Regions from separate parts of the Mus musculus genome. Here all the other regions are linked to region 5. The links are chromatin contacts, called in public HiCAR-type, HiChIP or PLAC-seq and promoter capture Hi-C maps. All regions are on one chromosome and are shown on one strand. The core of a region is the stretch at or near the end of the contact, and the rest is flanking DNA. Distances in the headings are between cores, read along the strand shown. Region 1 holds the start of Gimap9 (GTPase, IMAP family member 9). Region 2 holds the start of Zfp775 (zinc finger protein 775). Region 3 holds the start of Zfp467 (zinc finger protein 467). Region 4 holds the start of Gsdme (gasdermin E). Region 5 holds the start of Ccdc126 (coiled-coil domain containing 126). Region 6 overlaps Osbpl3 (oxysterol binding protein-like 3).

Region 1 (4,068 bases), core at 1,158-3,657, 640 kb before region 5:
TACTAAGTCCTTTGTCCTGTTTTTATTGGGTTGTTTGTTTCCTTATTATTGGGACTTAGGAATTATTCATATATGGTTCTGGCATAAACACAGAAACAAAAGTCAACATTCTTCTGTGTTCTTTTGAACATAGGACCGAGAAATAAATGTGCAGTTATAGCCATCTGATTTCCAATAAAGCTACTAGAGAGACATGTTGGAGAACAGGCAGCCTTTTAGCAAATGGTGTTTGAGAACCTGGGTATCGCATGCAGAAAACTGAGACAAGGTTCCACATCCTTCACCTCAGACAAAAATTAATTACAACCGAATGAGAAATCTTCATGTAAAGTCTAAAAGCTTGGAATTAGTAGAGGGGACATAAGGAAAATAGTTGAAGATCTAGGCTTCTTTGTATGTTCAGTATCACTCTAGACATGAACAAAAATATTTTTGAAGCCTGGTGTGGCACTTCATTGTAATTGTTTTTATGTCAACTTGCCCCAAAATAGGGCTACCTGAGTAGGGAGCCTCACCTGGAGAGCTGTCCTGACTGCCTTGGTTTATTTCGGGGCCCACTAACTGGTAGCGGGCCCGAGGGAAAGGGTGTGGAGAAGGAGGCTCATTTCCTTCTTTGCTCCCTAGGTCTCCCTCCTGCAGACTTGTACTGTAGCTGGTGCTGATTCCTTTACTGATATCAGAATCAGCATTTTCAAGTTTTCACTGAGGGCTATAGGGCTCTTACGCACCAGCTGTAGTCTCAGGACTCGCACTATATTGGAGGATAGCTCATTTATTGACTTAACAGGGCTAGCTTATATAGCTCAGTGAGGGAGGGGAGGACAAAAGAACAAGGGAGGAGCCGGGCATGGTGGCGCACGCCTTTAATCAAAGCACTCGGGAGGCAGAGGCAGGCGGATTTCTGAGTTTGAGGCCAGCCTGGTCTACAAAGTGTTCCAGGACAGCCAGGGCTATACAGAGAAACCCTGTCTCAAAAAACCAAAAAAAAAAAAAAAAAAAAAAAAAAAAAGAACAAGGGAGGAAACACCTAATTTGCATATGCAGACTTGACTGAAGTCAGGCAAATGTTAAGCCAGTTCTCTGGCAGGGAATCAGAAGCTTAACTGATTCTTAACTTAAAAAGTTGAGTAGGCCCATGCCTGATTTGGGTAGGGAGCAGCCACCCTCCTGCCCAGCTCTCTGAGAGAAGTCCAGGGTATGGGCAATGCTCTACCTACCATCTCTTGTCTGCCTTGGGAACCAACAATCTTGAGACAACTCCAACTGTTGAGGTATCTAGCTTCAAGGACTGAGTAATTACCAGGTTCTCAGCTTTCAGTTCAAGGTCATCCTCCACACACTGTGAGTTCAACTGTAGGTTGGGCTACCTGAGACTGTAATTGTTAGCATTCTGTCTAAACTCCACCCCACAATTCCCTGACAACAGCCAGGTAGGCCTCACCCACTATAAAAGGGGCTGCTTGCCCCCTTCTCCCGCTCTTGCTCTTCTCTTCTTGCTATCTGCTCCCTTGTCCCTTCCCCATTCCATCCCCTCGCCCCTGCCCCGCTCTCTCCACATGCCCATGGCTGGCCTTTACTTCTGTACTCTCTAACCCCTCTGCGTTTCTCTGCTTCTTCTACCCTCTTGACTTCCCTCCCCATGCCCTGAATAAACTCTATTCTATATTATACCGTCGTGTGGCTGGTCCCTCAGGAACAAGTGATGCCTTGGAATGGGACTGCTGGGACAACTCCTCCCATACCTCACTACACCTTCCATAGAGCATATCCCTCCTTCTCTCGTTATCTTTTTATAAACACATCAGTAATCTAAAAAAAAAAAAAAAAAAAAAAAACCAAACAATAATAATAAAAAAATATTTAGAAACGTTTGGCATTATAATAGACATACAGAGAAAAGGCTTCAACTTGACAGAGCTGAAGCACCTATTAAATTACAAGAAAATATTTCTGTTTCTTTAAAAGCAAATGGTTTCTTCATTGGCTCCTGTTGTAAGCCGGCCCGCGGCCTACATGAACGGGGTGCACCTGGGAGGCAGGCTGGGGCTGAAAGAGACTTAGACTGTGAGAAAAGATAATGAAGCCAAGACAAAAATTTCTCTGATCAGGCCCGCGAGTTGAGTTTACTAAGAGAGTGTGCTTATAAGGGGGAAGGCCCATCCCCACTGCCAGTTCATTCTCCGTGCCTGGAGCCATTCTGTCAGCACGCGGTCGCCAGGAATGTCTCAGGAAGACAGGTTCAGCCTCTGAGCAGGTAGCAGAAGAGCAGGGCAGTTGTCTCTTCAAAAGGAGCCAGCCTAGTCAGAAAGTTGCACCGCAGGTGGCCCCACCTCCGAGGCAACAAGGTCTGTACCCGCCCGCTTCAGGCTGGGGGGGGGGGGGGGGGAAGCTACAATTGGCTCCACCCATAGAACTTCCTGTCAGGGAATGAGGGAAGTTTTACTTCATAGTTCAGTAGAAAACTTGAACCAGGTCAAATTGGTTCCTTGGAGAGATCCTGAACTCTCATTAACTGTTGCAGAAGAAGGTGAGTCTGGCTGGAAGAGACCTGGAGCGAGGGAGCTGTGAGAGGGAGGGCGAATGGAGCATCTATGGGGGTGGAAGTATTGTGTCTGCACAGGGAGGAAGCTGCTGGGGGGAGGGGTGGAGGCTAAGAGATATAAGGAGATGAACTGATGCGTTGCAGTGTGTCTGTGGGGAAGGTCACAGAGGGCCTGGTGCCCTTTATAGAAAGTTCTGTGTCCCCCAAGGCAGGTTCGTTAGAGTTGGGAGAGAACTCAGATCATGTTTAATTCATTTTTTCTTACCTCAATGTGCTGACTCCTCTTAATTGTACAACAGACAGATTTGCATGTGTGGCTGTGTGACCCTTGGCTTGACGGAGGGCTGCTGAAGCCACAGTGTAGTCTAGGGGCTCCGAGTCTTGTTTTGCATCTTGTCTGTTGCTTTCTCTTTATTATGTCTCTGTAGTACACTCTGAGGTGAAGTGGTGACACTTCTGCCAGTTCTTTTGTTATGCAGGATTGTTTTAACTGTCTTGGGGGTTTTGTTTCATGTTTATTAACATGATAAGTGAGCATATTTCTGGCTTCAGTGTGATATTTAACTGTAATAATTAACATATTAACTGTGTACCAGTCAAAGCAGGGGAGATGAACAATTCCTCTCTCTCCCTCTCTCTCTCTCTCCCTCCCTCCCTTCCTCCCCCCTCCCCCCTCCCCCTCCCCCTCTCTCTTTGGTCTGAGATAGGGGTTCTCTGTATAGCCTTGCCTGTCCTGAAACTCACTCTATAGACCAGGCTGGCCTTGAACTCACTGAGATCCTACCTGCCCCTGCCTTCCTTACACTTTCTTTATGTTTGAGTCCTTGAATGCCTCTCCTAGGTCGTCATAAAATATATAGTAAGCTGTTGACCTCTATAGTCATCCTGGGCTTTCAGGTATTTGGCACAGTAACGATTTGGGCGCACTCATTTCCCAGACCTGGCATTGGGCATGAGCCAGGAACATCTGTTCCAATATTGGCATGAAGGCGGTAGCAGGACTAGAGACAGCCTGTCCATGCCATCAGGAACAGCCTAAATGATATCCAGATCATCAGCCTTTTAAAACTATAGAACACTGCAAAATTTCAGGAGAAAAGGAAAAAAAGAAAGGATCGGGAGTGCTTTCCATTTGTCTAATAGGTAATTTTCCTCTCTTCTCCTTCCTTAAGATCTGTGCATTCAGATCTTTAGAGTCAGCTTGCCTTGACATGGCTGGCCAGGGAGACACTGAAGTGAGGATCATTCTGGTAGGGAAGACTGGAAATGGGAAGAGTGCTACAGCCAACACCATCCTCGGGAGACGTCAATTTGATTCTAAGATTTGTGCCAATGCTGTTACCAAGACCTGCCAGAGAGCATACAGGGAGTGGAAGGGGAAAAACCTTGTTGTAGTCGACACTCCTGGGCTCTTTGACACCAAGGAGACCATGAAAACCACATGTTTCGAGATCAGCCGCTGCGTTCTCTACTCCTGCCCTGGGCCTCACGCCATTATTCTGGTTTTGCGACTGGACCGTTACACT
Region 2 (4,333 bases), core at 756-3,255, 720 kb before region 5:
CCATGGAGGCCAGACCAGGGAAGGGTATTAGACTCCCTGGAACTGGAGTTATAGATGGTTGTGAGTCACCATGTGAATTCTAGGAATCAAACCCAGGTCCTCTGCAAGAGCAGCATGTGCTCTTAACTGCTGAGCCATCTCCCCAGCTCACCCTTTCAGCCTTGACCACCACTGTATAAAAAAGAAATTAGTGTGCTGGTTTTGGTCACATAATACTGGGTTTGGGGAGATGGCTTGGCTTGTAGAACATATATGCCTTGCAAGCATGAAGACTGGAGTGTTGCTTCCCAGAGGCCATAACAAAAGCTGAGTATGGTGGGTCACAATCCCACAGATACTGAGATCCCAGTATCTTGCTGGCCACCTCAGTGAACCTAGCCTATTTGATGAAGTTCCAGCTAATTAGAGACCTTGTCTCAAACAAGATGGAAGGTGCCTGAAGATGCATAATGTGACCCCCTGGCCCCCACATGCACCAACCCCCCCTCACAGATTTTATAATATAGACTCTGTGTATGTGCATCAATACATAGTTTGCTTTTTTTCTTTCTTTTTAAACATTTTTAAAAATTATTTATTTATTTATTTATTTATTTTTTGAGACAGGATCTAATACAGTTCCAGGCTGGCCTTGAACGAACTATCTCAGTGTGTAAGATAGGCTAGCCTTCACTTACTGTGCTTCATTCTTCCACTTCTGGAACAGCCTTGGTCCTGAGTGTCAGTCTGGAGAGTCTGTCACTCTGGATAGGAAGTGTTGTTCCTGGGCCACACTAGCTGGTGGAGGATCTGAAACTAGAATGCTGCTCTGAGAGGTAGGAATGAAAATCCAGAAAGGCACATAAGCAGGTGGGAAAACTCACTCATCTATTTCACAGGCAAACACATCAAAGTCCAGAAACAGAAAACTCTCTCTTGTGATGACTGCACATGAATTTAGTGGAAAATGGCTAGAAACTTGGCCCCAGTTTCCACAATGCTTGACAGCTGAACAGCAGCTGGGGGCCTAGAGGCTTGAACAGTTACAGATTGGTGCCATGGTAGGGGTTACAGGACATCCATCCTGGTCCCAAATGCACCTCCAAAGTAGCTCTGGAGAGAAAATGCAGTATCTTTCCAGTTGACCCCACTGTGATTACCCAGCTGCGACCAAACTCAAGGCAGAGGTGGGAGGAATTCTATCAGATGTATAGGAAAGGGTGGGAATGAAAACACTTTCCTGGAGGTGTTTGGGAACCAATCACCCTTCTTGGCAGTCTGGACCTGGTTAGCAGCTAGAAGATATTTCACTCAACAGAACCTTAGTGCATAGTGAAATTAGATGCGGTTAGGTAACCTCTTCAGACCTGTTTTCTCAGCTAGAAAAAGCTCCCCGAATGCAATGATTTCCAAAGCCACTTGCAAACAGCTCCAAACATAATTTATCATGACTCAGTGTGGTCTGATGATATGCTGGCTGATGATGGCTCACTGTACCCTCACGAGGCAAAAGAGCCCTGCAATGTGCAATAGGCAAGTGTGAGCAATGCCGCCTAAACATAGCTTTCAGGGAGTAAAGAAAAAGAGCCACAATAAAGTAGATATACTCTCCAGAGGGGTCCTAAAAGTGCTGTGTTCTATTTGGCCCGCGATGGCTTCCAAGCAAGGAAACCTAATGGCACCTCACTACCGTGGTACCCCGCACCTACGCCGCGAGTTCAGATATCAATACGCGCTTGTGCGGGAGGCAGAGCGCTCAAAGGTGGGCAGATCCGAGGCACCTGGTGGACGGGCACAGCAACTATGCTCCGCGGGGCACAGAGCATTAGGGGGCCACCTCTTCCACCCCAGCAGTGTTCAGCTCACTGATTTTTTGCTTAGGGCCGCGCGGCCGCAGGCGAGGTCAGACCCTGGCTATTGGCTCCGGAGAACAAAGGGGCCGCCCCGCGGGCTGCACCAATAGGGCCGGGAGTGTCATCTGAGCCGTTCAGCCAATCCGCAGCGGGGCGGTGCAGGGCGACCAGCCAATCACACGCGTCCGCCTGCCCCGCCTGCCCCGGGACTGGCCATGGCCCGGAGCCCGGTACCCAAGTCGCCCCTTGGGTAGCCGTTCCCGTTAACCTTAGCCACAAAGTCAAAGGTATTTATTTCTCAGGCCCCCTCCCTCCGAGTCCTGTGCAATTCTGGCGGGGAGGGGCGGTGCAGGGACGGACCAGCGCCGGGTCGCTGTTCCCGTGCTGCTCCGGTGTACCGGGCTGTAGAGGAAGGATGGGTCCCGGGCCTTGAGGCGCCCTGAGTCCCGCGTGCACCTCAGCTCTGGGTCCCAATTTTCTGTACCACCAGCACCCTTCCTAGCTCAGTTGGGAGGGACCTGAGGTTGGCTGGGAGGTCAACAGGCCAGGGCAGTAAGGTCAGGAGGGTAGGACTGTTGAAGAGCCAAGAGGACCTACTGAGCCATCTGGTTGTTCTGAGCTCCCTGTCTGTGTCTGCTTCCGTGTAGAAGAGCTTCTGGGGGCAGCAATCCCAGTGTTGGCTACAAGCGATTCTGCGAGGCGGGATGAGGGTGGAGACGGAGAACAAGCAAAAGGAAAGCACGCAGAAGTTACAACTGTGTGCGCGTCTTCGGGGGTGGTTACTGAGACTTCTTTCAAGTAAAATGACCGCAGCAGTCTCAGTGGGTGTGGTGTCTGGCGACACAGAGTCCGAATGGTCTCTAGCAGCAGTGGCAAGTTGGGTGTGGTCACCTGAGGTTGGAGACAAGTGACAGGCTCTGCATTTTTATTTGTTTGTTTTTGGTTTTTAGTTGTGTTAATAACATGAAAACATCCCATAGCATTTGTGTCCTGTCAGTTCCGAAGCTCCATGATTCTGTGCTTCTACCACTCAGTTGTGGCTGACGTTTATGTAAATGAGCCCTCATAACCGTGTTTTGTAATGGTTTACAAGGCTGGGGTCTGGACTGTGTGCTAGGGATAGAGGCATCCTGTATTAGGATGCGTTTGGTCTTCTGGTGGTAACAGAAAGCATGGATGATGACAGTTACCCCACAGGTACTTGTTTGGATGACACATAGCTAAACAGTAGTTTTGAGTTTCCCAAAGATGTCTGTCTCTGGCAAAGTGACCCCTGATTTGGACCAGGGAGGGGGTGTATGGGCAAGGTCACTGCAAGACAGACAAGTTATAGGTATGCAGGTGTGTGAGGACATAACAAATCTAGATATTGGGGACAATGGGGAAAGCTAACCAAAGACTATGTTTTGAATGGCCTTGCCAAGACATTTTTGTCTAAATTTCCAAGTGTTGGAGAGCTCTTGAAGTATGTCAAGGGGGTAAAATGTCAAAATTTCAGTTTTAGAAAAATCAGTTTGGATCTGGGTGGTGGTGGCCCACACCCTTAATCCCAGTACTCAGGAGGCAGAGGCAGGCAGATCTTTGAATTCGAGGCCAGCCTGGTCTACTGAGTGAGTTCAGGAGTCAGGGCTACAGAGAAACCCTGTCTTAGGGAGAAAGGGCAAGAGAGAAAGAAAGAGAGAGAGAGAGAGAGAGAGAGAGAGAGAGATCAGTTTGGGTTCTGGTGGCAGATGGATTTGGAGGGACCAAGAAATCAGTAAAATTTTAAAACTATTATTCATTCATTCATTGAATGTGTGTGTGAGAAAGACGGAGAGACAGAGATAGAGGAAGAGAGAGAGAGACAGACAAAGGACAGAGGACAGAATTTTTGGAAGTTGGTCCTCTCTACCATGTGGATTACATAGATTCCGGGTATCAAGCTTAGGTATCCAGAACTGGCTTGCATGTCAAAACACTTTTACCCACTAAGCCGGTGACTCTCAACCTTCCAAATACTGTGACCATTGAATACACTTTCTCATGCTGTGGTGACCCCAGTCATAAGATTAATTTTCATTTAATTTTACATAGCTGTAATTTTGCTACTGTTATGAATCATAATGTAAATATCTATGTTTTCCCATATGGTCTTAGGCCACCAGTGGGGTTTGTGTTTCGCAGGCTGAGAACAGCTGCATTAAGCTTTTTCTTTTGTTTTGTTTTTTGAAGTCATTTAGGTGAGAAATGGTGAGATCTGGACTCAGAATTGATGACCGGTGGCCCAGGACACTAGGTTCCTGATCCCCATTCTAGGTGTGATGTGGAGGCCTGGAGAACTGTGCTGGCCTTGGGTGTGGGCTCAAGGGAGAAACTTGGGCTGATGATTCAGACTTGGGGTAACACAGCTCACCTAAGTTGGTAGAGGGGAAAGGGCTCTGTGTGGCCCAGGCCCTAGAGGATCTCACACTGCATGGGCTGCTGGGCACAGTCTGATTTTGTTTGTTTGTTTGTTTGTTTTT
Region 3 (4,384 bases), core at 510-3,009, 870 kb before region 5:
TCCTTTAGCAGGCTCCCCTCCCCCTTCCCTGGCAGCCTTCCCTCTGCCCCTCCCCTCTCGCTGCCTTCCGCCCTCTCTCCCCACCAAATCTGGCAGCCTTTTGGGGCTCCTCCTCTTGCCCCGCCCCTTTGGCTCCTCCCTTGCGCGCACCCGTCGGGTCAACCCCCAGGGGCCCCCTTCGAGTCGGCCCTCAGCAGCTACGGCCTCTCCCGACCCTCCTCTACCAGCAGTCTTGGGCAGCGCTCCCCTCCCCCTTCCTCCTGTGCCCGCCCGCCTAGTTCTCCGCACGCCACCCCCTCCCCAGGCTGCACACTCCCTCCCTTCCTTCCCCCTCCTCTTTTCCTTCCTCCCCCCCCCCACTCCCGCCCTCCCCTTCTCAGCTGCTCTCCCCCATCCGCTTGCCCCTCCCCTCTCCTCCCCCACTCGGGTTTCTTTTCCTTCTTTCCTCTCCTCAGTTCCCTCCCCCTCCCCCACACCAGCCTCCCCTCTGCTTCCCTCCCTCCCGCTGCTCTCCTTCCCCCCTCAGCGGCCCCCGCCTCCCTTCCCCCTCTGCCTACCCTGCAAGCTCCGGCTCCGCTTCTCTCCCCTCCCGGTCCCCAGCCTTGTTCTTCCCCTCCCCCTCCTAGTCCGCTCCCTAGCTTCCAGGTCTCACGCCCCCCATCTTGGGGGGGGGAATCCAAGCTAACCCCACATTCTCTGGACCTACTCCCTCGTTCTGCCCCTCCCCATACCCCTTTCTTCCCAACACACCTCCCTCTCAGCAGCCCCCTTGCCCATTTCTGCTCCCCACTGACTTCACGCCCTCTCCGGAGTTTTCCTTCTGACTAGACTCCCCCCAATCCCCGCCCCTGTTAGAGCTCCGGAGTCACTCCGGGTCCCGGCCCCCTGCCCTGCTCTAGGCTCACCTGTCAGCGTCCTTCGCTCCCGACCAGCCCCATCCCTGAGCCCGTTTCCTGCCCTTTCGCACTGGACCCTTCCTCTATCCCGAGGAACCCTACTCCCGCTCCTGGGGATCCTCCCCGCAGGCCCCTCCCGCCCTCTTCCCACCTGCTCCCACCGGGCCTCCCCGAGTCCTTGCCCTCCCCTCCAGTTTCCTAGTCTCCCCATCTGCGCCAGGACCCTCCCTCCTGACTCCCTTCCCTCCTGGTCTGACCCCCCCCCTCCCCCACACTCGCGTCTGCGCGCCCCTTCCCTCGGGGTTGTCACCTGCCGTGGGTCGGCAGGGCTTGTAAAGCTCCGTTTGGGTGGCGGGGGAGACGCCTGCCCGGGAGTCTCGGGTGTCCTTACCTGGCGGGCTCCTGCGGCTACGTGCCGCGGCCCGCTTCGGGGACCCAGGCGCTCGGGCCTCCGGTCCCGGGCGGCCGTTTGCACAATGGCGCCGGCTGCCTGCAGCTTGGGTGCGGGCTGCCCGAAAGACTCCGGGACTGACAGCCCTGAAACTTCGCGGGGAGGGGAAGGAAAGACGCGGAGGGAGAGGGTGTGGGGCAGCGTTGCGGGTGATCGGGGGGAGGAACCCGGGAAGCGGGAACACTGCTCCGGGGCACAGGCTAAAGCGGAGGGTCTTCGAGAGACCTGCCGCGGGAGGGTGCACTAATGGGCTTGGGTGCAGGTGACGGTCTGAGGGCAAGATGCCCGGAGTGTGGAGATGGAAAGTGGGAGCTTAGGACCGAGGAAGGGCAGAGGGGAGAGGAAGGAGAAGAAGAGGCTAGAAGGAAGGGCACTCGGGCTAGAAGGGAGGGTGCTCACAGCCTAGGAGGGAGGAGCTGGAGAAAGGTGGAGCGCGGAACGGGGTGGTGGTGGTAGTAGTGAAGAGTTGGGGGGAGTAGGGAGAGGAGGGGGCGTGTTTGGGGAGGAGAGCAATGTGTGTATGGCTGTCTTTAAAATCGCCAGTGGCAGCCGAGTAAGTGGTAGCGCCGCGGTCCCGCGGGAGACTGTCTGGCCAGCAGAGATTGGGAGAATCGGTCAAAAAACTCTCCACCAGGATCCACCCAGACCGGAGGACGCGATCCAAGTCTCACCGCGGAGACTGAGGATTAAGAACCAATCTAAGAGGGCAGAGAGAGGGCTCTCAAAGTAGAAAATGGGGAAAAAGGAACCAAGTCCCCGACTGAGACCGCTGGACAGGCATGGAAACTGCAGGGGGTGAGGTGGGGCGGGGCTGGGCGGGGGCGGGGGAGTGTTGTCCGTGGGTAAGAAAACCTCCTGGCGTTAGGTGTGGATCTCTCCCCAGACTTCCACCATTTCTGCTCATGGGTGCAGGTACTCCTAAGCCATCCCCCTCTGCTCTTCAGACACCCTCACCCAGCCCTGGAATTAAAATCTAGGCTGGATATTCCATGCCCTGTGATTTTTCTTCAAACTCCCATGGGCTCCCATTTCCGCCTGCCTGCCCCTGTAGGGAAAAGGGCAGATCCAAGTTACATTTCTCCCCAGTCCAAGCTTCCCTTGTCAGCCAAGTTGCAGAACAGAGCTGCTGGGAGAGAGTCTGGGAAGAGGAGGCCATTAAATGGCCCTCTTGGATAGGACACGGTCCCTGACAATGGCACCCTGACACAAGGATAGTGACACCTGTGGAATCAGGGCAGTGACCCAAGGCTAGCCTTATAAGATGGAGCAGGGATGTCCTCAACATTTACAGATAGTTAGAGTGAAATCTGGAGCAATGGAGACCGACCTGAAGGATCAGGAGGTCCTGTGACTCAAGATGCAAAAGGCTCTTTTAATAACTGGCTGCTTCACTGAGTAAAGATGGCTAGGAGCAGAGTTTGTGTCCCTCTCTGTGTGCAAGAATGGGCTTTGAGAACTGCAGTCCACGTATGTAGGATATGCAGGAACAGTGGCCAGGTGAGAATGTTAGAGAAGTTAGAAGGACACTGTGCCCAGAATAGATGCTGACCCTTCCCCAGGACTGCTCAACTCCCAGGCACCAACCCTAGATATCTGGAAGCAACTGGGGAAACTCATACTGGCCCTATTTTGGTCCCAGGCCCAATAGTAGGCCCAGAGGAAGGAACCCCCAGGCCAGGTGGGGTGCACCAGGTGGGGTGACCATGCAGGATGCCCAGTGGGACCTCATTTCATTATGAAATAGAAGGATTCAGAGTTTCCGGTCCAGCCGCATTCCAGCCCAGTGGCCTTGGAGGCCTACTGGTGACCAGGATGTAACCAGGATTTGCCTGTGGAGCCTGCAGCTGCCTCCTCTAAACCAGACGGATGCTGGGATTATTCTATCCGGCTTAACACTGCTCCATCCAGGGGCAGGGGGAACAAGCTCCCCCCGCCCCCGCTCTTATTCCACCCTTCTCTCCTTCCCATCTTCCTGGATCCTTTCAGTGTTTGAATGCTTTGGGGCCCTCAGAAAAACCACAGGTGACCAAATGGCCCCAACCACCTCATACAGATACCCTCAAAAGACTGACTTCACTGAGCGAAGGGTTTACGGTTCCATATTGTCTCCACATAACTTGGGTGTTTTCTCTTCCTGTGCACCTGAGCTGAGGGGACAGGGAGAGGAAAGAGCATAGAGAGAACACCATAATAAAGGCAATGGCTTATTTCATGTGTTTTGCCTATATATATGGGTGGTTATGAGCTAAAAGTTTGGTTGCTGAGAACCAAATCTGGGAGTATCAAGTGTTCTAAAACACTGAGCCACCTTCTCTCTAGCCCTGCAGTTTTTGGAGGGTGGAGAGACCCTCCCACACCTGAAGTTTCAAAAAGCTTATTGAGGCCCATCTGTGCAGCCTTGGAAAGTCCCTGAAGTTTTTACTGGTAAGGAAACAAACGCCCAGAAAGGGAAGGTGTCTTGACCACACTCATATATTAGTTTGTGGTAGTGCTTGACAGTGTAGAAAAGCCAGGGGCTCAAAGTGTCCAGCTGTGGTCCCCTCACACACCCACACTCCTGGATGGGTGGGATGGGGCCTGTTTCCAGGGAGAATTGGCCTGTGAAGGGATGCTGGAGGTAGGTCCAATCTGGTTTTGAACAGCTGGTACCCAGGGGCTGGGATAAAATCTACCCTTATGAAGAGCCTTGGACAGACTGACCTCCAGGTTAATTCAGACCTCATTGTGGGACAGTGCTATCCTCTCTGGTCTCCTCCAGCAGCATTGCCCAAGTCCAAGCATCAGGTCCTCCCAAAGGCGACCTGTGGTGGAGCACTATGCTGCCTCTTGCCCTTCTCTTTGGGATGCTATGGACTCAGGCTAATGGGTAAGCAGCTCCCAGGGATAAGATCCTCCTGCCTGTCTATACCCAGGCTCCCTCTGGGATGCCAGGATTTTCTTTTAGCCCTTTTCTATCAACCCTTAATCTTTCCCTTCTTTCAAGTACTTCTCCCAGCAGCCCTTGGGGCCTCGGATTCATAGTACAAAACTTCTCGGT
Region 4 (4,000 bases), core at 955-3,454, 940 kb after region 5:
GCCAGGTGATGGGCAGGATGCTTTATGTATTTCCTCATTTATTCTCCAGAACAACTCCCTGAAGCAAACATTTTCATCATACTGCAGATGTGAAAACTGAAGTTGAAACACATTAAGTAATTTTCCCAAGACCTTGAGAAACAGACACATCAGAGGCCAGCCTGGTGTTGCTTCGAGCTGAACTCGAATTCCCCTACTGAACATGAACAGGGACACAGGACATCCACATGAAGTAAGGGCCCTGTGGTCACAAACCACGGCAAAAAACAAGACCACTCTGTCACCGTGATCAACCAGAAATCAAGCACTAATGCTCTCCAAGCCATGAAGGGGCCAATACCACCATCCTCCCAGTTTATCTAGTGACTGACTGCTGCTTGGCCAACCCCAGCCACAGCCTAACTCTGCCAGGCTTTCCGAGTAGCAATGAATTGTGAAGAGTTGCAATCAGAATTTTTCCCCACTTAAAGTCAGCCTCTAGTCTAGAGCAAAGAACTCCCTCTGAAATCACAGACAAACTACATCCCTCTTGCTGCAAGGAGCAAGAAAACCCAGCAGGTCCAGATCCCAGTAGCTTTGACTTGGGGACCTTGAATGTCCACCAACAGAATTCATACTGAGCCAAAAAGACCACCTTGACTCCAGAGCAGGTGCTTCGGACCACCCTGCTCTGCTGACCCCTAGTTAATGTTTTCTTTTTTAATTTAGATGCATTTGATTCATTTGGTAATGACAGTGTGTCAGGACAGGCCAATTTCAGTTATGGTAGAGACAAAGCCATTGCCTTGGAAAATGTATCTTTCCACCAATAGTGTGTGAAAGGAACAAAGGGTGGTCAGAGGATAGGCCTGAGCCTGGCAGGGCAGACCGAAGCAGGCAGCCAAGGCTTTGAGGAGGAGCAGAGGAGAGTGGGACAGAGGTTACGATCAGAGGGAGACAGATATGGTGGCACAGCTTGTAATCTGGGTACTCAGGGCTAGAGAGGTTGAGGCAGGAGAATTACAAATCCAAGACCAGGCTGGCCCTCACAGACAGATAATATCTTTAAAAAAATGTTTTAATTAATTTTCAAAGGTAAACACAGTTATGGGGATTGGCAGAGCTTTCCTGTAATCCTACCACTTGGCCATGGGAGAAGCCCCAGGATCAGAGTGTTCAAGGGCAGACCAGGCTCCCAGGACTGGATCTCAAAAAGAAACGAGAAGATTCCTATGTATAAAGAGGAGACCTCTCCAAGGACTCCAGAGTTCAAAAAGAACAAGAACACCCTGTGGCCAATATACAGCTTCCTCAGGAGGCAGGCCATCCTGGAGTCCAGGGATGTGGGCAGGCAGTCTAGGTTGCTGCTCTCTCTGATCAGGGGTCCAGCCTTTCTTACAAGAAGCACTCCTAGGTGATGCATGTTGAAGAGAATTCATTGTTATTGCATATCTAGATTCTGTTCCTCCAACAGCTCAGATCTTTTCCTTCCACTCCCAACTCTGCCTACGGGTTGACTGTCACCTGGGCCCAGCTGTCCTGGAGCATCCTCCCTGACTCCTCTCTCCAAGTCCCATTCAGACTCCCAGTGAGTGGCTGGCTGTTTTGTTCAGGCTTCAGCAAAGCCTGGAAGCTGCCTGGTGTCTTTCCCTGAGGGGTGCAAGTGGGAAGAACCCCTCCCCAAACGGCCACTCCAGGCAAAAGGCCTCACAGTGAAGAGGTTCAGTCAGTTACCCCAGGTCAGGCAGGACCCATGCCAGCCTGTGATCTTCCTGCACATGCACTCATGCACACACTGGATCCTTCTGACACCGACACAGGAGAGAGATTAGAAGACAAAGGATGGATGCATGGGATATGGTGAAGGCATGGTGAGATGGGGTGCCAGAGAACACCAGCTGCACTTGCCACATCCCAGGACCACAGGAGTGGTGGTGATCATGGTGGAAGGGGCAAGGATGGAATGGAGACAGGGCGAGAATGAGACTATGGGTAAGAAGGAGCAGCTGCTCCTACTGGAAGGTGGGGAGAAAAAAGGAGATCACTACCCCAATCGCCCGCCTCTGGGAGATGTAAGGGGATCTTCCGGGGCAAAGGGGAGCCGACAATTTGCCCCAGGCCAGGACACAATGCGGGCGGAGGGAAGAGGAGCCCAAGCGGAACCCGCAGCTCGCGCCCGCCGCCACTTACCCGCGCGCCGCCTCTCCGTCCTGCACGCTCCGTTCTTTCACGCGCACGCGCGCGTTCCCGGACACCCACAGAGAAGAGGAGGGAGGGCCTGGACCTTTGCTCCGTCCTGCCCCTGGATGCCTCAGCCGGTCCACAAGCTAAGGGATGGCGCCGGGGGCGGGGCTGAACCCGGGAGCTGGGGGACCTGGCAGCAGAGTTAAAGGCGCTAGCTGGTCTAGGAGATCCAGGCAGCACCAGAGACTACTTCTAACCAGACACTGCCTGTCTTCCTTCCGGAACTGCCAACCGTCCGGGTCAGTCTCTGGCTCTCCATCTGCTCCACAGGAGGAAGATGGGGACGAGACTGTGGCCTACTGGCTACAGTTCCCTCATCCCACCCACCTCCCCTTCTCTATGCCCCTGGTTCTCCAGAGCCTGTCCAGGCACTAAGAGGGTGTGAGCTGTCAGCGTGGCTTTGCAGTGTCCAGGAAACTCCCACCTTGGCCTTGGCAACCCTTGCACTTGTTTGGGGCTTGGAGCTTGGTGTTGAGTAGCTTAATCAGAGAGGTAAGCTCTCTGAAGGCAGAATCAAGCCTACAGGCGCTTGGTAAACTGAGGGAGAGGATTGAAGCAGAACGTTGCACCCTCTGAGTCAATTTTTATAGGATGTTCTTTCCCGTGCAATAAATAGAAAAAGAGAATTCTCCTTCTGCACCCCCACCTCCAAGCCCCGGATTTACACACTCAGAGAGTAGCCGCACTTTGTGGCTGCCCCAGTGGGGAGGAGCCTGGGAGGCTGCTAAAAGGGTGGAGTCTCTTTTGGTCCCCTCACGTCAAACCTCTCCTAACTATCCACACTACTACCCTCTGTAGCTCCTTCCATACTCTATGATTCTCCTGTGCTCCAACAGCCACCACTCTACTATATGTAGAATACAAACGTCTTCCCTAAATCTTCATGTCTCAGAGGACAGTAACTTTTGTCTGCTTTATTGACAGTGTCCGGCTCCAAACTTGAAACTTACTGCATAGTAGATACTCAGTAAATTATGCTTGGATTAAATGAGATGGCCAGCATAGCATGCAAAGGTGCCTGGCGCCAAGTCTGACCATCTGATTGGGTCCCAGAGCCCACACAGTGGAAGAACTGATTCATACAGGGTACCCTTCAGTTATCCCCTGACACACACATGTATATAATAAAAAAAAAATCTTTTAGAGAAATGAACTGTCGCGTTTGTTCCTCAGACGGGGCAGATGGAGATTGTGGGGTGGACTTCATAAGTTATCCCGGTTCAAGCTTTCTTTTCTAGCAACTTAAGCCATGTAAGGGGATGAAGATTTTTGGTGTCCATCGCCTTTTGACCTGGCCGGTTAGCTTAAGGTCATCCTCAAAGCTGGTCCAGGCAATGCTTATACTGAAGGCCCCAGTTCTGTTCAGCTAGCTCCTCACTTGTAACTGATGTGCACAAGGAAGGCATAGGAGGTGGGTATTGGATGAGGGAGTAAATAGAAATTGCTAGAGCTGTTCGTCTGGTCCCCTGCTTTGCCCGTGTGAGTGAGTGAGGTCAAGATGCATCCAAATCTGTAGAATCTCATCCTGAGATCAGCAGGAGTTTCCTGTTTTCTCCTTGCCCAGGGCCTGTATGTTCCAGTGCTACACGTCGGGCTTACAACCCCCACCTCCACTACCCTTGAGGTAGCCTGGTGGTCAAATTACAGGTTTAACTTCCTCTCTCCCTATAAAGACATGACCAGCAAGCTCCTGGAATTCCTCTTCATGCAAATGAGGCATTCCTAGTACCTCAGTCCCAGCCAATGATATGCACCCATCTCGAAAGCCCCTACCCAC
Region 5 (4,019 bases), core at 749-3,248:
GGGGCGGGGCGCATTGTGGGTGGTGCCATCCCTTGGCTGGTAGTCCTGGGTTCTTTAAGAGAGCAGGCTGAGCAAGCCAGGGGAAGCAAAGTGACATCCTTCCATCAGCTCCTGCCTTCTGACCTGCTTGAGTTCCAGTCCTGAATTCCTTTGGTGATGAGCAGCAATGTGGAAGTGTAAGATGAATAAACCCTTTCCTCCCCAACTTGCTTCTTGATCCTGATGTTTATGCAGGAATAGAAACCCCGACTAAGACAATAGTCAACAGATTAAAACCCTGGTTGATATCTACATTTTTTTCTTATGTAGCAAGTTTTCAGCATCTATGTGGTGGCTTGCTGTTACAGTACCTCCTAATTCAGACGAACTACATTGTAGATCCTCGAGGGTCATATATGTCTAGCAGCATTAGAGAGCACAGAACATTTGTGTCCAGATTATCCCATTTTGTGCATTGGTTACATGGGTTTTTTTTCTCCTTAGTTAGGGCCCTGGTTGGATCCCCCTTTCCTTCTCCTCCCCTCCTTCTACTGTGACGTGGAGGATCAAACTATCCTCATACAAGGTATTAATAAACCCCTACATGTGCTGGTGTTCTACAGATGGAACACTTTGTTTTGCCCTTGATTCTTTTTCTTGTGATTAAAATTCTTTGTACATTCTGAGTACAAGGCCTTTCTTGATTTATATATTTCAAGGGTCTCATTCCACTCTTAAGGCTTGTCTTTTGTTTGTTGCTGTTAAAACTGTCTTTCCCAGGCTGCATTTGATTTCCAGGTCCTCCTGTTTTGTTTGGTGTGTGTGTGTGTGTGTGTGTGTGTGTGTGTGTGTGTGTATGTATGTGTGAAAGAGCGACAGAGAGAGAGAGAGAGAGAAACACACAGAGAAAGACACAGAGACACAGAGAGAGAGACACACAGAGACACACACAGAGACACAGAGAGAGAGATGCACACAGAGAGGCACACAGAGAGAGGCACACACAGAGACATATACACACACAGATAGAGAGAGACAGAGGGAGAGAGAATTTTATGAGTATTGGTATTTTGCTTGCATATACCTTAGTGTACCAACTGTATTCCTGGTGAGGCCAGAGGAAGACTGTCAGATATCCAGAAATGGGGTGACAGATGGTTGTGAGCCACCATGTGGATTCTGGAAACTAAACCCGAGTGCTCTCTAAGCACAAGGGCTCAGCCATCTTTCCAGCCCAATTTGACTTTTTAACGTGTAATTTTGTGTGTGCTGAGCATTTAATCAGGGCCATATTCATGCTAGCCAAGTGTTCTACCACTAAGCTGCATACCAAGTCCCGAAGTACTTGATTTTTTAAAAATGTATTAACTTTGTTAAACTCTTATTAATTGTAATAATTTGTCTACAAGTTGTTTTGTATTTGTCATGTGTATACATATTTATACCATCCGTGACAAGAATATCTTTAAAACACTTTATTTGTATTCATGTAATTGTGTGTGAGTGTGCTGAGGTCTGCAGAGGCCAGAAGCAGATGGGATCCCTTGGAGCTGGAGTTCCAAGAGATTATGAACCTCTTGATGTGGGAGCTGGTAATTGAACTCTGGTCTTCTGGTCCCTCAGCAAACTGTCTGAACTTTTGAGCTAGGTCTCCAGTCCTCAGAAAAGGATAGTTTGTTTCTATTAGTCTTTAGTCCTTTTAGTTATTTTTTTATCCTATTTCCCTGAGTGAGGACCTTCAGGAGCACCATGGGGACATTGGACTCTCCAACACTAGGATGCCCTCTAGTGTCAGACAACAGCATTAGGGGTTTCTTTTCTAGTGGAAGGTAGATAGTAGGATGCTTCACCACTAGTGGCGAATAGGGTGCTGAGTTTTCTCTAGTAGCAATGCAGCTGCTGCGCCTCTTAGTTGCTAAGCAACCGCGTCGCCCTGAGCCCCTGGGCCAACAGCACGTGCTGTCTCTCCGCAAGGCGGGACTACATTCCCCACAATGCCGCGCGCAGTAGGCCCTGGCCGGAGAATGGGGGAAGGGTGGCCGGGAGGCGGAGCGGAAACCGGGAGTAGCGTCCCCGGGTGCCGAGCGCTCTCGGTCCTACCTCCGTCCTGGCCCGCAGGCTGTTGCGGCGCCGCTAACGCCCTCCCGTGGCGGGCTGTGGCTGTACTTCCAGTTTGTGAGCCCCGCGGCGGCGGCCCGCGTGATTGAAAGGAAACCAGCAGGCCAGGTCAGACGGAGGAGATTGGGGAGGCGGGAGGCGGTGTCCCTGCGGCCCCGGCTTTGCTACTTTGACAGCCTCGACCGCCGGGCCGGGCTCCGCGGTGCTCTGCGGGGATGGGCAGTCTCTGCGGCCGCGCTCATTTGTGCTCCACTCTTGACAGCTCAATTCTCTCGTTAGGAGAAGGACGTGAAATGCCCATTAAACCTGCCAAACTCTTCTCCTGGGAGGCTGGGGAGGAACTTTATCTGCTGTAGGTACAGGCGGTGGCAATTGAATGGCCAGGCAGCCAGGATTCGAACCCCTGGCGTCCCTCTGCCTGCTGCTTCATTCAGGCTAAGCAATGGCTCCAAGCCGATGTGTTTCATCCAGCAGATGGAGATCTCATACAGTTTTAAGTTGTTAGATTTATGGATAATAAGCTATTACACCTTGAGTTTTTCATTTGATGAAAAGATGTTTTGAATGTGATTCGAAGTGTGTGGACTTTTGGTTAATCACTAGGTTGTGTGTTCAGTTTATATTTTTACTTCTTACATGCAGAGAATTCCTTAAGATATGCTGGCTTCTTAATTTCCGCCCCTTTAAGATGGCTGAGAATGTTCTAAGGAAATTGATGACTCTGCTTTCCTGGGGATCAGCTCTGTATATAACTGTACAAGGACTCACCTCCCCCACCTCCCTAGCCTGGTCCCATAGGAAACCCTTAAAAGGAGATTAAAGGCTTTGTCCGTCAGATCCTTTGCAGCTTTGCCCTATGTCAACTTTCTGTACTGTTTCTAATGGTTCAGTCGTTTCTCTCCTCCCCACTCCCCTTCTCTCATTTTCTAGACAGGATTTCTCTGTGTAGCCCTGGCTGTCCTGGAACTCACTCAGTAGACCAGAAAACTATAAATCCCCTTACGCATTTATTCGTGACCAGGCTGGCCTCAAACTCAAGAGATCCTCCTGCCTCCGCCTCCCTAGTGCTGGGATTAAAGGTGTGCGCCACCATCACCTGACACCCACTTAGGATTTCTGTTCCCAGGTTATAGTTTTTGTCTGGAGACACATTGAGTGAATGCAGTAAATCTGATCAGGAACGACTTCAACGTGTTCAGGTTCTGTCAGTTGTTTTTACCCTTGCTTTCTCAATGTTATTGACATTGGGTTTTCAAGGAAAGCTTTATAAAACTTTAACTGAATTTCATTTTTATTTAACGTGTATGCCCTGTATGTACTATTTTGAGTCGAGACATGATGATTTATGTGACTGTGTGATATCTTTAGGGAAAGGGGAGCCTTCTAATGATTGCTAGAACAGTAGCAGTTAATAATTGTGGAAGGGGGCATACGCATGCAAACATTTCTGATTAACCTTAAAACGTGCGGCAGAAACACTCATTTTGAAGAAAATGTCTCTCCTTGGTGTTATGAGTGCAGTAGAGGAGAAGGTGAGAACCGCAGCCTTGGTTCTTGTCCTGTTCTGCCACCATCCGCATGACCTTAGCTCTGCTTTCTCTGCAGTTCTCCTTTCCCCGTGTCTACAGTAATGAACAGATCGATTCGTCTATCTCAGACTTCCAATGCTAAGGATCTTGGAACATCCATTTTACTATAGCGGAAAACTATAAATCCCCTTACACATTTATTCGTGTCCTTGTTCCCTGCCCTTTACGTTTTACAGTTCTTTCCTTCCACCCTGATAAAAAGGGATTCTCGTGGAAGAGCTAGGAAGCTGCAGAAATCATGATCCCTACCAACCAGCATCGGCTCTGCGAGCTGCGGCTCCTTTTCCTTCCATCCTAGTGGTCCTGGGTACCTCTTGCCTGTGCACTCTTAGC
Region 6 (4,008 bases), core at 224-2,723, 990 kb after region 5:
AGATTGTATCCTTTGATCAGTAATTTCCCTAGGCCTCAACCCTACCTCTGGTAACTAACACCCTACTTCCTGTTTCTAGGAGTCAATATTTTTTGTCCCACTTACAGATGAGGTCATGGGGCATTTTTATGGGCCTGGCTTATTTCACTTTGCACAGTATCTACATTCCTTTATGTATATATTGCAAATGACAGGACTTCATTGTTTTTACGTCTGAGCCGTATTCCATTCTGCCTCGATGCCGTATCTAAGTGTTGATGGCCCCGAGGCTGATCCCTTTGCTCCGGTGAACAGCGGTTCCATGAACTCAGGAGTGCAGATGGCTCTTTGGGTCTTCATGTCCTTTGGCTGTCTACTCAGAGAAGCTTAGTGTTTTGAGGACCTCCATCCTCCCTGAAGGCCATGTTAACGCCCATCCCGTGGCAGTGTGCAGGGGCTCCCATCTCTTCAGTTCCTCTCAGCATTTTGGTGCCAGCTGTTCTAAGCAATGGTTTTACTTGGTATTTCCTGAATGACATGACGAGTGATACTGAACGTCCACTCAGCTGTTGGCTGTTCGCTTTTAGGGATGATTTTAAAGGTACTTTTGTTCCCCCTTTTCTGGGAGGCAGGCTCACTGCCACCTAGCTGTGCTTCTAGCTCTATTTGCCTTTGTTGAAAACAGTGGTGTGTGTGTGTGTGTGTCTGTGTGTGTGTGTGTGTGTGTGTGTGTGTGTGTGACAGCACACACATGGAGGTCAGAAGGTAACTTTCAGGGGTCACTTCTCTCCTACCACGTGGGTTCTGGATGCCAAGTTCAGATCCTGAAGGCCTGCAACCAAAGCTTCTAACCTCAAGCCCGGCTTGCTGCACTTTCCGTAGCATCTTCTCTGAGATGGGATCTTGCCATACAGCACTTACAATGTCCTCCTGCCTTACTCTCCTGAGTCCCCAGGGTTGGTGTGACTGGGGTGCACGTCCATACACTCCATTCACCCACTGTTTCCTTGCAACTGAGTTCCATTTTATGCTTTGTTCTTATCAGATTACAAATATTTCCTTTTTTGCATGTGGAAATCCAGTTGTCCCAACAGAATTCTTGAAGAAACTGCCCTTTCTCACCATGCGTTACTCGGATTCTTTTTGAAATCAATTAAATATAAACATGTGGCTTTATTTCTCCGCTTTCTAGCTTCCTCCCACAGCCTAGCTAGGCTCTGGATTTAAACAAAACCAAACCAACCAGCCAAACCAAACCAGAACAAAACTTCTGCTACCCAATGTAAACTGCAGTTAACTTCCTATTTGCAGCTTGTAACCCAGTAACGCACATTTGCAGAGGTGATGGACTTTTTCTACTTTTGTTTCACGTGACACAGGAACACAAAACTCAGTTCTTAGATTCTGCCAAGTATCGAGTACATTGCAAGTGCTATCTGGCCAGTGCATTAGGTGCTGCTCCACCATGTCACTGTGACTAATGCCTGGGAGCTTTCACTTCTGCAATTTAAAATTAACTCATAATTCTTTTTACTTGAAGAAAACAGTCATTTGCAGACCAGTTAAAGAGGTTGCATAAAATCGCAGTTTGTACTACTTCCTCCATTCTAGGCCCAGTCCAGCAGCAGGGCCCTTGTACAAGCTACTTCCTCAGTATCTATCAATGGTGGTCTGTGAGGCAGCCTGGCTTGTGGCTTATTTTGCCTCAGTCCTGGCTCATCCCATCTCCCAGGCCCATAGCTCAGTTCAGCCTTGTTTATGCAGTACCACTCGGCAGCCAGCAGAGGGAGCACTAACTCCCTAAAGGTGATGCTTCAGAAATCTCCAACTGCCTGGCCACCCTTAAAATTCCTCATGGACAGAAGGCATTCATTCCTCCATAAATCAAAAGCCCCAGCACTATTCCCAGTGGAAACAACAGCCATATTTGGAAAGCGGGAAATCTGAGTAACATTTCCAGGTCGTTTTCTGCCAGTTCCAGGCTTTGGTAAAATGCAAAGAGAGGTGGGACACATCAGCCTGGAGATGTGAACGGGGAAATTACAAAGTGAGTGCTGCAGCCATGTAAAAGTGACAGGGAAGAAAGGAGCCAGACCTTTATTGGGAAGTAGGGCTCAGATTTTTCCATTTACGATATTTATCAACAAATCAAATGTTGACGGCTAGATGGGAAGTCACAGAGGAGACAGCCATGTCCCCAAACGTGTCTGGCATCTGTGGCTGAATTATTTCAATGTCTGATGCTCATCTCCAAAACCAAACCTCTTTCCTGTAGAATGGGGCATGATGGTGCACACTAGTACTCTCAGTATCTGAGGATGGATGCAGGAGGACTGCTCTGGGTTGGAGGCAAACCTGGACTCAAACACATTAACGCATTCTTTCTCTGGTCCCGGAGTAGACGGTAGCTAAGGAAGTGAGCACACTCCCTTGAGCCGATGTGGACAGCTATTCTTCCTGGACTAGAGGGACACATTCATGCCCCAGGTTGCCTTTGGCTTCTTTCTGAAAAACACGTAGGCAAAGTTTTCCAAGTATTTTTGTACTTTGAAATTTTCTACGAAGTACTGTCATTGCTGGTTTTATGCCTGTCTGCAACCTCATTTGACTTATAAATTATCATAAAAAACCCAGCCAACCTCACAAATGCACCCTGTGGGTTACAGGTGGTGCAGAGGATCCGGTGAAGTCAGACTCAGGATTTTGATCGCAGTCAGGTACAAGCATCTTTGACAAGGGTTTTTGCTCTCAAGCAACTTCATATACAAGAAAGCTTTAAAAGAAAGAAGACTCTAGGAGAGAAAGGGGTGGGGCGAAAATCCAAGAGGTTGGAGAGAGACCCTACGTATGTTCTTGCATCTGTGGCCTTTCCATTTATCTGTAAGGTTCCGAGCCTCTGTGCTTTGAATCAAGTGGCAGTCAGGGCTGGAGGATGAACAGGAACAAGCAGACTTTCACTGTTGTGAAACTACGGGTGTGGAGCAGAGAGACAGAGAGACAGACAGACAGACAGACAGACAGGGACAGAGACAGACAGGTAAAGAAATAACGAGTAAGCTAACTAACTCCAGTGCTAACAAATATCTTGAAGAAAATTTGATCATGAGAGTTGAAGACAGAGTGAGGTGGTGACATCAGAAGAGGAGGCTGGGGAGGGGGAAGTGAGGCAAGAGGGGCCAATGTGGTTGGTGGCTGAGGAGGCAGACAGTGGTGAGAGGGCAGCAGGAGCTGGGAAGGAATGAGGGTGTGTGTGCACGTGCCTCATGCATGTGCCTCACGCATGTGAAGGCCCTGGTATGTGCGTGCATTACAGGGTTGAAAGTGGGCAGTGCTGATGGTGCAGAGCCTTGCAGGCTACTGAAAAGATGCAGACTTCTACTTAAAAAGAGAGAAGGGATGTTGGGGATTGGTTTGAATGTTTTGAATTAATCAGGGAATCTGCCTGTCCAAATGCTAAAGGTCTTTGTCCCCAATTGCTTTCTGATTGATCAATAAAAAGCCAACGGCCAATGGCTGGGTGGAGAGAGAGGGGCAGAACTTTTAGATTGCACAGGCTAGGAACTGGAAGAGAGGAGAGGAGAAGCGCCAGGTTTTGGAGGGAGACAGATCCGATTTAGAGCTGCAGAAGGAAAATCATCCGAAATGTAGGTAAGAAGGAATGTGCACCCCCCCCCCAGAAGGGCTGCCCAGAAGTGTCTTGGGCAGAAAAGACCAGGGGGCCACCCAGAAGGAACAGGGCAGCAAAGATAGATCACAGATTTAGAGGGCGTTGAGTCAGAAGTATTGGAGGTAAATCTATGATAGCTGGGCAGAGGATTAGAACTGTCCAGCCTTTGAGTTAGCCAAGGCATTTAAAAATTAAGCTAATGTGTGTGTGTGTGTGTGTGTGTGTGTGTGTGTGTGTGCGTGCGTGCGTGCGTGCGTGCGTGTGTGTGTGTGTGTGTGTGTGTGTGTGTGTGTCTTTTATTCTAGGATCCAAAGAGCTCCTGGGCAGGTGGCTGGAAGTGCGCGACCCCCCTGGAGCACAGA

Evidence for each region. Promoter capture Hi-C pulls out the DNA fragments that hold promoters and counts their contacts. HiCAR-type assays count read pairs that join an accessible place to other places. HiChIP or PLAC-seq counts read pairs in DNA pulled down with a chosen protein or histone mark.
Region 1: an H3K27ac HiChIP or PLAC-seq map of embryonic stem cells shows a contact between it and region 5, with 2.2 times the contacts expected there. The contact joins the promoter of Gimap9 here to the promoter of Ccdc126 in region 5. A contact is called at or near these places in 2 of 115 datasets of contacts at active chromatin or transcription factors (embryonic stem cells and memory CD8 T cells).
Region 2: a contact with region 5 is called in a promoter capture Hi-C map of pre-B cells, with 6 times the contacts expected there. The contact joins the promoter of Zfp775 here to the promoter of Ccdc126 in region 5. A contact is called at or near these places in 3 of 39 promoter capture datasets (hippocampal neurons, liver and pre-B cells).
Region 3: a contact with region 5 is called in a promoter capture Hi-C map of pre-B cells, with 2.4 times the contacts expected there. The contact joins the promoter of Zfp467 here to the promoter of Ccdc126 in region 5. A contact is called at or near these places in 2 of 39 promoter capture datasets (liver and pre-B cells).
Region 4: a HiCAR-type map of astrocytes shows a contact between it and region 5, with 3 times the contacts expected there. The contact joins the promoter of Gsdme here to the promoter of Ccdc126 in region 5. A contact is called at or near these places in 1 of 39 promoter capture datasets (hippocampal neurons), 2 of 115 datasets of contacts at active chromatin or transcription factors (astrocytes and bone marrow-derived macrophages) and 1 of 9 other capture datasets (macrophages).
Region 6: a promoter capture Hi-C map of pre-B cells shows a contact between it and region 5, with 4 times the contacts expected there. The contact joins the enhancer-like site here to the promoter of Ccdc126 in region 5. A contact is called at or near these places in 5 of 39 promoter capture datasets (the 3T3-L1 cell line, the C10 cell line, hippocampal neurons and 1 more), 1 of 115 datasets of contacts at active chromatin or transcription factors (astrocytes) and 1 of 9 other capture datasets (liver).

The regions. Positions count from the first base shown.
Region 1 is chr6:48,673,728-48,677,795 of GRCm38.p6, forward strand. It overlaps Gimap9 (GTPase, IMAP family member 9), which reads left to right and starts at 2,408. Exons shown (of 2, transcript NM_174960.2): 1 at 2,408-2,527; 2 at 3,715-4,068. The coding sequence starts at 3,754. It overlaps Gm46958 (a long non-coding RNA gene), which reads right to left and starts at 3,082. Exons shown (of 2, transcript XR_001785233.2): 1 at 2,808-3,082; 2 at 2,105-2,297.
Region 2 is chr6:48,600,002-48,604,334 of GRCm38.p6, forward strand. It overlaps Zfp775 (zinc finger protein 775), which reads left to right and starts at 2,006. Exons shown (of 3, transcript NM_173429.3): 1 at 2,006-2,119.
Region 3 is chr6:48,444,066-48,448,449 of GRCm38.p6, forward strand. Zfp467 (zinc finger protein 467) reads right to left here and starts at 1,760. Exons shown (of 5, transcript NM_020589.2): 1 at 1,288-1,760. It overlaps Sspo (SCO-spondin), which reads left to right and starts at 4,109. Exons shown (of 103, transcript NM_173428.4): 1 at 4,109-4,213. The coding sequence starts at 4,164.
Region 4 is chr6:50,259,565-50,263,564 of GRCm38.p6, forward strand. Gsdme (gasdermin E) reads right to left here and starts at 2,205. Exons shown (of 10, transcript NM_018769.4): 1 at 2,170-2,205.
Region 5 is chr6:49,317,276-49,321,294 of GRCm38.p6, forward strand. Ccdc126 (coiled-coil domain containing 126) reads left to right here and starts at 1,999. Exons shown (of 3, transcript NM_175098.6): 1 at 1,999-2,205.
Region 6 is chr6:50,303,623-50,307,630 of GRCm38.p6, forward strand. All of the region lies in intron 20 of Osbpl3 (oxysterol binding protein-like 3), which reads right to left. Among named protein-coding and RNA genes, the nearest start is that of Gsdme, 44 kb to the left of the region's middle. Within about 2 kb of position 1,474, at least 97 of the 459 cell types and tissues checked have an H3K27ac peak or open chromatin away from gene starts, as enhancers often do. A contact at or near this core is called in pre-B cells, where this site is marked.